Regions from separate parts of the Drosophila melanogaster genome. Here region 1 is linked to region 2. Evidence: chromatin contacts called from public Hi-C data. All regions are on one chromosome and are shown on one strand. The core of a region is the stretch at or near the end of the contact, and the rest is flanking DNA. Distances in the headings are between cores, read along the strand shown. Region 1 holds the start of CG8607. Region 2 holds the start of CG8620.

Evidence for each region. Hi-C and Micro-C count contacts between places; a contact is called where the count stands out from the background.
Region 1: a contact with region 2 is called in a Hi-C map of the Kc167 cell line, with 2.9 times the contacts expected there. A contact is called at or near these places in 13 of 107 Hi-C or Micro-C datasets (the Clone 8 cell line, the Kc167 cell line, the Ras3 cell line and 5 more) and 1 of 7 datasets of targeted methods (the Kc167 cell line).

The regions. Positions count from the first base shown.
Region 1 is chr3L:7,318,771-7,321,864 of dm6, reverse strand. It overlaps CG8607, which reads right to left and starts at 1,797. Exons shown (of 3, transcript NM_139843.3): 1 at 1,657-1,797; 2 at 1,501-1,583; 3 at 654-1,437. The coding sequence starts at 1,732. The coding sequence ends at 769. It overlaps RhoGEF4 (Rho guanine nucleotide exchange factor 4), which reads left to right. Exons shown (of 4, transcript NM_139844.3): 4 at 1-766. The coding sequence ends at 679.
Region 2 is chr3L:7,156,342-7,159,604 of dm6, reverse strand. CG8620 reads right to left here and starts at 1,506. Exons shown (of 2, transcript NM_144196.2): 1 at 1,091-1,506; 2 at 731-1,026. The coding sequence starts at 1,358. The coding sequence ends at 995. It overlaps corn (cornetto), which reads left to right and starts at 2,532. Exons shown (of 8, transcript NM_168193.3): 1 at 2,532-3,263. It overlaps Dscam2 (Down syndrome cell adhesion molecule 2), which reads left to right. Exons shown (of 21, transcript NM_168196.4): 21 at 1-406.

The sequences.
Region 1 (3,094 bases), core at 548-3,047, 160 kb before region 2:
CAATAAGAATCGCAGCACGGATTCCGAAGAGGAGACCGAGGACAGTGCTTGCTTTTCTCGAAAGCGAAAAGTGGCCAGTGGAATTTTAAGGGCTCCAAATGGAAATCCAATGGGAAAGGCCTCCTCCTCCTCCTCCTCCTCTGTTTCCATGAAACGTGTTGCACCACCACCACCAGCTCCTCCACCGCCTCCGGCAGTGCAGATGCGCCACCAGCCGGGAAGGCCTGGAGAGCTGGCCACCGCCAGCAAGGAGAACCGCATCTCAAAGTTGTACAAAAAGATTGCTGCCGGTGACAAGGTGGCCAATGTACGCGGCATCCTCAAACGCAGCAATGTACCGGCGCCTAACAATGATCACGATCCAAGCTACGGCTTTGCCAGTCGCTACTCCGATTCCAAATCGTATTTCAGGGCCCACAATGTGGACAACACCATACCAACATTTGTAAAGCGAGAGGATCTGTTCAACGGGGACAATATGTTCCCTGTGCATTTAAAGAGTCATGAGGAGATCTGCACGCCGCCGCAGAAAAAGCGCGTCAAGTTCGACGACACCTTGGATGCAGTGTCTCCGGTTTTGGTCGAGAAGCCTTTTGCTTTCTCCAGCGAGTCGTCCTCCGCCCTAAAACCCACATCTTTGCGTGAGCGGATTTATGATTTCTTTGCTAATCTATTCTAGAACTAGATGACATCAAACTAAATCGTATACAAACATATATCATCGTTTACAACATTTATACACATCAATAAATCCATTAACAATTATAATCATTTCGAGTGTCGCAGTTGGCAAATCTTTTGCATGAATTCATCCACAGCTGGTTCACTGATCTCTTCCAGCCAGTTGCCATTTCGCTTAAAATGCGACCCAATTATCACTGCGTGCGCATCTTTGTAGTAACTGTCGATATTATCCCTGGTCACCCCAGAGCCAATTATCAGGGGAACCTTAACCCTGCCGGATAGCTGCTGCAGATCTTCGGGACTGGCTGCATGACCCGTCGCTGTACCCGTAATGATGATACCATCGGTCATGAAGAACTCTGCCGCATGGGCCGTTTCCAAGAGACTGACATCGGCGGTTATGGCATGTGAGCTGTGCTTCTTCTTCAGATCCGTGAAGATGAGCACATCCTCGGCATCGATGAGCTTCCGGTAGCGCAGCAAATCGCCCGCACAGGCATCCGTGAAACCCTCATCCGCCACGTGGCCAAAGACGAATCCCTCAGCGCGTATAAACTGCAGCTGACTGGCTTTGGCAATGGCCAGTGCTTGTTTATTGCCGCAGGCGAGCACTTGGACACCACACGGAATCTCCTGGGGGATCACCTCGCGCACCGCCCGTCCCAGCCGAGTCATGCAGGCGACTATCTCGGCGCCAAGAAGACGCTCCGGCACATAGGGAATGTCGTGCATGTTCTCGATGAGCACGGCATCCTGCAAAAGGACTTGCCGTCAGTTTAAACAGCATGGAATATCACTTATGTATGTACATCCTACCAGTTGGTGTTTCTTATACAGATTCGCCTCGTAGATGGCATTCTCAATTGTCTGCTTCCAGTTGCCGGCGTATCGTGGCGTTCCTGGTGTTGTGTTTCCCGGATTAGTAGCAATCGGATTTGTTGGTTTCTGAGGCTTTGGTGTAGCTTCTCTCACCTGGCAGCGCATCCACGTGTATCATGCCGATTATTTTGCATGTTTGCTGTTTGAATACCTTCAGGAATCGTTGCATATTTGATTTTAAAGCGAAGCGAATGGTAGGAAAACCAAAGTAGTTTGCCGGCAAACAGCTGATAAGCGAACCAGGGATGGATGACATTTGTTTATGTTTTTTTTTGTAGATTAATTACTACAAATTAAAGCTAAAATAAAGAAAGTAACTTAAAAAACATTCAAAGCTTTTTAAAGTAAGCTAAAGTTAAAAATTCCAGATTTTTTAACACAAATCATATTTCATAAAGTAAAGTGATAAGTTTTCTCTTTTTGAGCAAAGACACTAGAATATAGTTATACATAGTTATTCTAGTGTCTTTGTTTTGAGTGATACACTTTGGAAGTTTTAAGTACTCAAAATCATTTAAAATATATATATTTTTTAAATTCAAAACAAAAACATCACGAAGTGACACTTTAAATAAATGGCGAGTGCCAGCGAAAACAATAATGACACTTTGGCGTAACAATGAGGACCGCTAACGGCGGCAAGGAAACCGGAAGTGGACTGAAAGCAGCCGGGAAAGAGGCACTGGGAATAGTAACCGGGGAAATCCGCCTACAAAGTCTCGCCGAATGAAAGGCTTCCCCATTTGGGCGGTGCACAGCTTCTGTTTTGTTCCTGTCGCCACTCAATTACATTGTTTCAGGCGCCAGGAGCCCGTCGTCCTTGAGTTTGATTTGGTTTGCAGTGGGTGGGGTTAGGTTGGAATGTGATTGTGTGGGTGTGGGTGTGGTATATAGGATGTGCTCCTAACTGGCTGGGCCCAGCGGAAACGAGTGTGCGCGACAGAATTTCAATTAACAAAGCGTGCGTACTTCTCCACCTTCGATTTGCATAACCCATACCCTGTAACCCGCATCCATTTCATAGTCGCCATTTGTTTGTTTACGCGCCATTGTTTTCCTCGCCATCGATGTTCTGCGATATCCTTTGTGCCAGCAACAATTGCGCTTTGTCCTGTTTGTAATATGCAAAAACGATTGTTGTAATGTACTCCAGTGCTGCGGTTCCGATTGATCGAGTTCCCATAAGAATGTGCAATCAAATTGAATTTTGTTTGGCACCTGATTGGCCAGCAAGGTCGAGCAAAGTTCGACACGGCAAACAATCAGGATATGTCAGTTAATTGATATGGAAAATAAATATGTTTGTTCCTTGCTAAAATACATTTGGATTTTTTCCTATCCCAAGTACCTGGCTTGCTGATTAAATCGACTTTCGTTTCGCTCGGCAAAGGACCTGTGCAAATATCCTGGGCCAAGTGGAAACTCTTTACCTGTTTGGCAAACAGTATAAATAATTTATAATCTGAGACCAGTGTCCTTTCGCACTTCCAGCCCACTTCCGCCGCACCAGTTCCCACTTCCCCAGCTGGTC
Region 2 (3,263 bases), core at 257-2,756:
TCCAACCCGAGCCAGACAGCATAATTCTTTAGTGTCTCATTTGAAATAAAAGCAAAAAACAAAATCGAAAATTTACGAGCCAGCAGCACTCTTTGTTTATATAGCGATTAACGCGATTTTAGTCGGTTTTTATATGCATTTATTTGTACGAAGCAATGAAATGGTTTATTACATTTAACATCGAATTTTACGAATTTATTAAGAACAACAGAAAAGTTGCGACTGCAAGGAGCAAACTCACAGCAAAGTCTACAAATCAAAAGATGAAATTAACTTAATAGATCACAATCAAAACGAGAACAAACCGAGTAATTATACGAGAGGGAGAAACAATTTTTATGTTTAACATATAATTAGCACAACAACTACAAAATAAAAACTATTAATGTAAAAACAAACGGCATTTAAAAAATATAAGAAATATTTAAAAATAACAAACGATTGTTTATTTGTTAATCGGCTGATGGAGGTAAGATAAAAACTTCTTTTTACAGTTCCAAAACTTTGAACTTTATTTTCTCAGAAAAATGGTTCAAATATTTCACAACTTTGGTAAATATGAATGCTAAATTAAATCAGCATTTCATCAACGAATGTAACTTATTATCTTGAATACCTGAACAGTATGTATTATTTGCACCCAAAATAAAGATAAGCCCACCCTCCATTAAAAAGAATTCATTTGAATATTTTTTTCATATTTTATATATTTTATTATTTTTTTTTTTTTGGTTTTTTTATGCGCACTTAATATATAAAATGAATATTGAATAATACTGAATGAAGCCAGATACTCACACTGAAATCCGAACGGGCAGAGCCAGGGGTAGTGCTCGAGATCGTCGGGAATCGGTGTAGGACCTGGAACGAGAACGCCCATGAGAACGACCACGCGAGTGACCACGGGAGCGACCGCGAGACCGGGAACGATCCCGCTTGCGGTCATCTCGCGTGTGTCTTCTCCGCGGCATGTGCCCCTCCTTCTCCGCCAGGATCAGCTCGCAGTCACTGTGGTCGGAACTGGAACTGGAAGATGAGCTAGTGTGATGACTATGACTATGATGTTTGCGTCCTCTGTGTCGTCGTTTACCTCCATCGGAGCTGCGGTGCTTGGACTTGGTCTCCTTGATGGAGAGTTGAGATTCCTGCTGCTGCTGCTTCTGGATCTGTTTCATCACATCGTTCAGCATTTTCTGGGCCATGTTGGCCTTTCGAATGAGACGCTCCATCGACGGCAAGGCCATGTCCTCGACTTCCACGGGCGTGGCATTTGGCAATTGGCCGCGGCATCCTTGACATGCATCCGGCCCTGCATTTGCCGCAGTTTGCTCACGTGCCACGTTATCGGATTGCGACATTTTTGCACTAGTTTACAACTGACCCGATAAGAAATTCACTCAACACTTTAATTACTGATTAACTACTGTTTCTCTGAACTGGATATAACTGCTGCGGAATCTGTTGCTTATGTTTCGACTGCTTCACTTGAACACTTGAATTTGACTGGCTTCTGCGGCATTCGGTCGATGAGCTTTTATAGGCAACTTTGGCGCCAAGCTAATCGCGACTTTCGGACTGTAAACATTTGCCTTTCTTTATCAGTCACATACTCATACAAACCACACGATAAATGTGACGTCATCTGAGCTATTTTTAACCAAATCGCATTCATGGGTTTTTGGGAAATTACTTCCATTGATCACGTGTTTTTAATGTTACATAATTTCATTGCCGAACGTAACCTCAAACATATTTCATATTTTTGCGAAATTCTTCTTACTTTTGTATTTCTGCATATTATATGCATTATAAATATTCTGCGTATTTTTATAAGCATACCTTTTATTATTTTTTACGATTTTGTGAAATATGACATTATTTTGATATAATTTTAATTTTGAATTTCGTCCAAGTGTGTAATTTTAAAACAATTATTTTATCGTTTTAAATCATCGAAAATTTTAAGAATATAAAGTATTAAGAAATTTACACAATTTTTTGAAAATGTTTTGGGATCTTAATAATTGCATAAATCAGGTTTAGCACATTATTTTAGAAATACTAAACGGTTAAATATTTTACAGAACTGCTATTTAATTTTAAGGTATAAGACTACGTATAAGACATTACCGCTTGAGACTAGTATTTTTATTGTGGTATTTTCATGATTGCTTTTGAATTGTGCCCGCCAAAATATGCAGTCTTAACCACAAGCGGTTAAAATCATTCCTTACGTTTACTTATATTTAAAAATCGACAAAAGGTATAATAATTCAAAACTATTAAAAAATTTTAAATAAAACTAAACGAGTCTAAGTTTTCTTAATCAAAATAGCTGTTAATATGGATAAGATATATTTGGCGCATCCAATAGATACATTTAACCGCTGAAGAGAATTAACAGTGTGATACGCCAGACTGTTAACAGACTGTTAAAACGCGATTTCCCGGCTTTGGTATTTTTACATTACCATCATTTGGTTTCTCTGATATTTTAAAAATCTATATAAGCAGCTCGCAACGCATTCTCTCTGTAATTTTTCGGGAGAGCGCAGCAGCGCGCGCTGTTTTTTCGGTTACCATTAAAAAATATTATTAAAGAAACATCGTTATAACTTTAATGCCAACGGAGTTGCGGCAATTGAAACTGATTTTTTAAGCAAACGAACAATAAATTCGACGTGGAGTGTGCTTCTGCTCGCCTACATGAAGTAATAGCGATGTATATTATGATTTAGTAAATATAAATCGATTTAATTAATATTTAAACTTGTTGTTTTCCGCGAGTGGGCGCGTTTTGTTACCAAGCCGCTATACGATTTTCGTTTTTCCGACTTTCCTGCGCGCCGAACGGGTTTTTCAACGAAGCCTTGCTGTCTTTTTCCTCGTAAGCAGCAAAAACAAGGCTGAAAAACTAAATTAAAGCGACTCGCTTCAGCTGCAGATTAATCGATGTGCGGCTATAGACTTTTAATTCGCAGATTCATCATCGATTTTTCCTTTGGGCTCAGCTGCAGTGCGCTAGTGTACGTGTATGTGCGTGTGTGTGAGTTGGTCCTGACAATACAAATAAGCCGTTGTGTTAGGTAAACGGAACAACAAAAGGAAGTGAACCAGAGAGAGAAAGAGAGAGAGGAAACGGCAGGACGATACCGAGTCCTTGAGCGATCATTCATGCTCTTCTTCTTCTCCAGCTGCAGCTGTCACGAAATTTCGCGCGTGCACGTGTATGTGTGTGTGTGGGAGACAGGGAGAACGCCGAA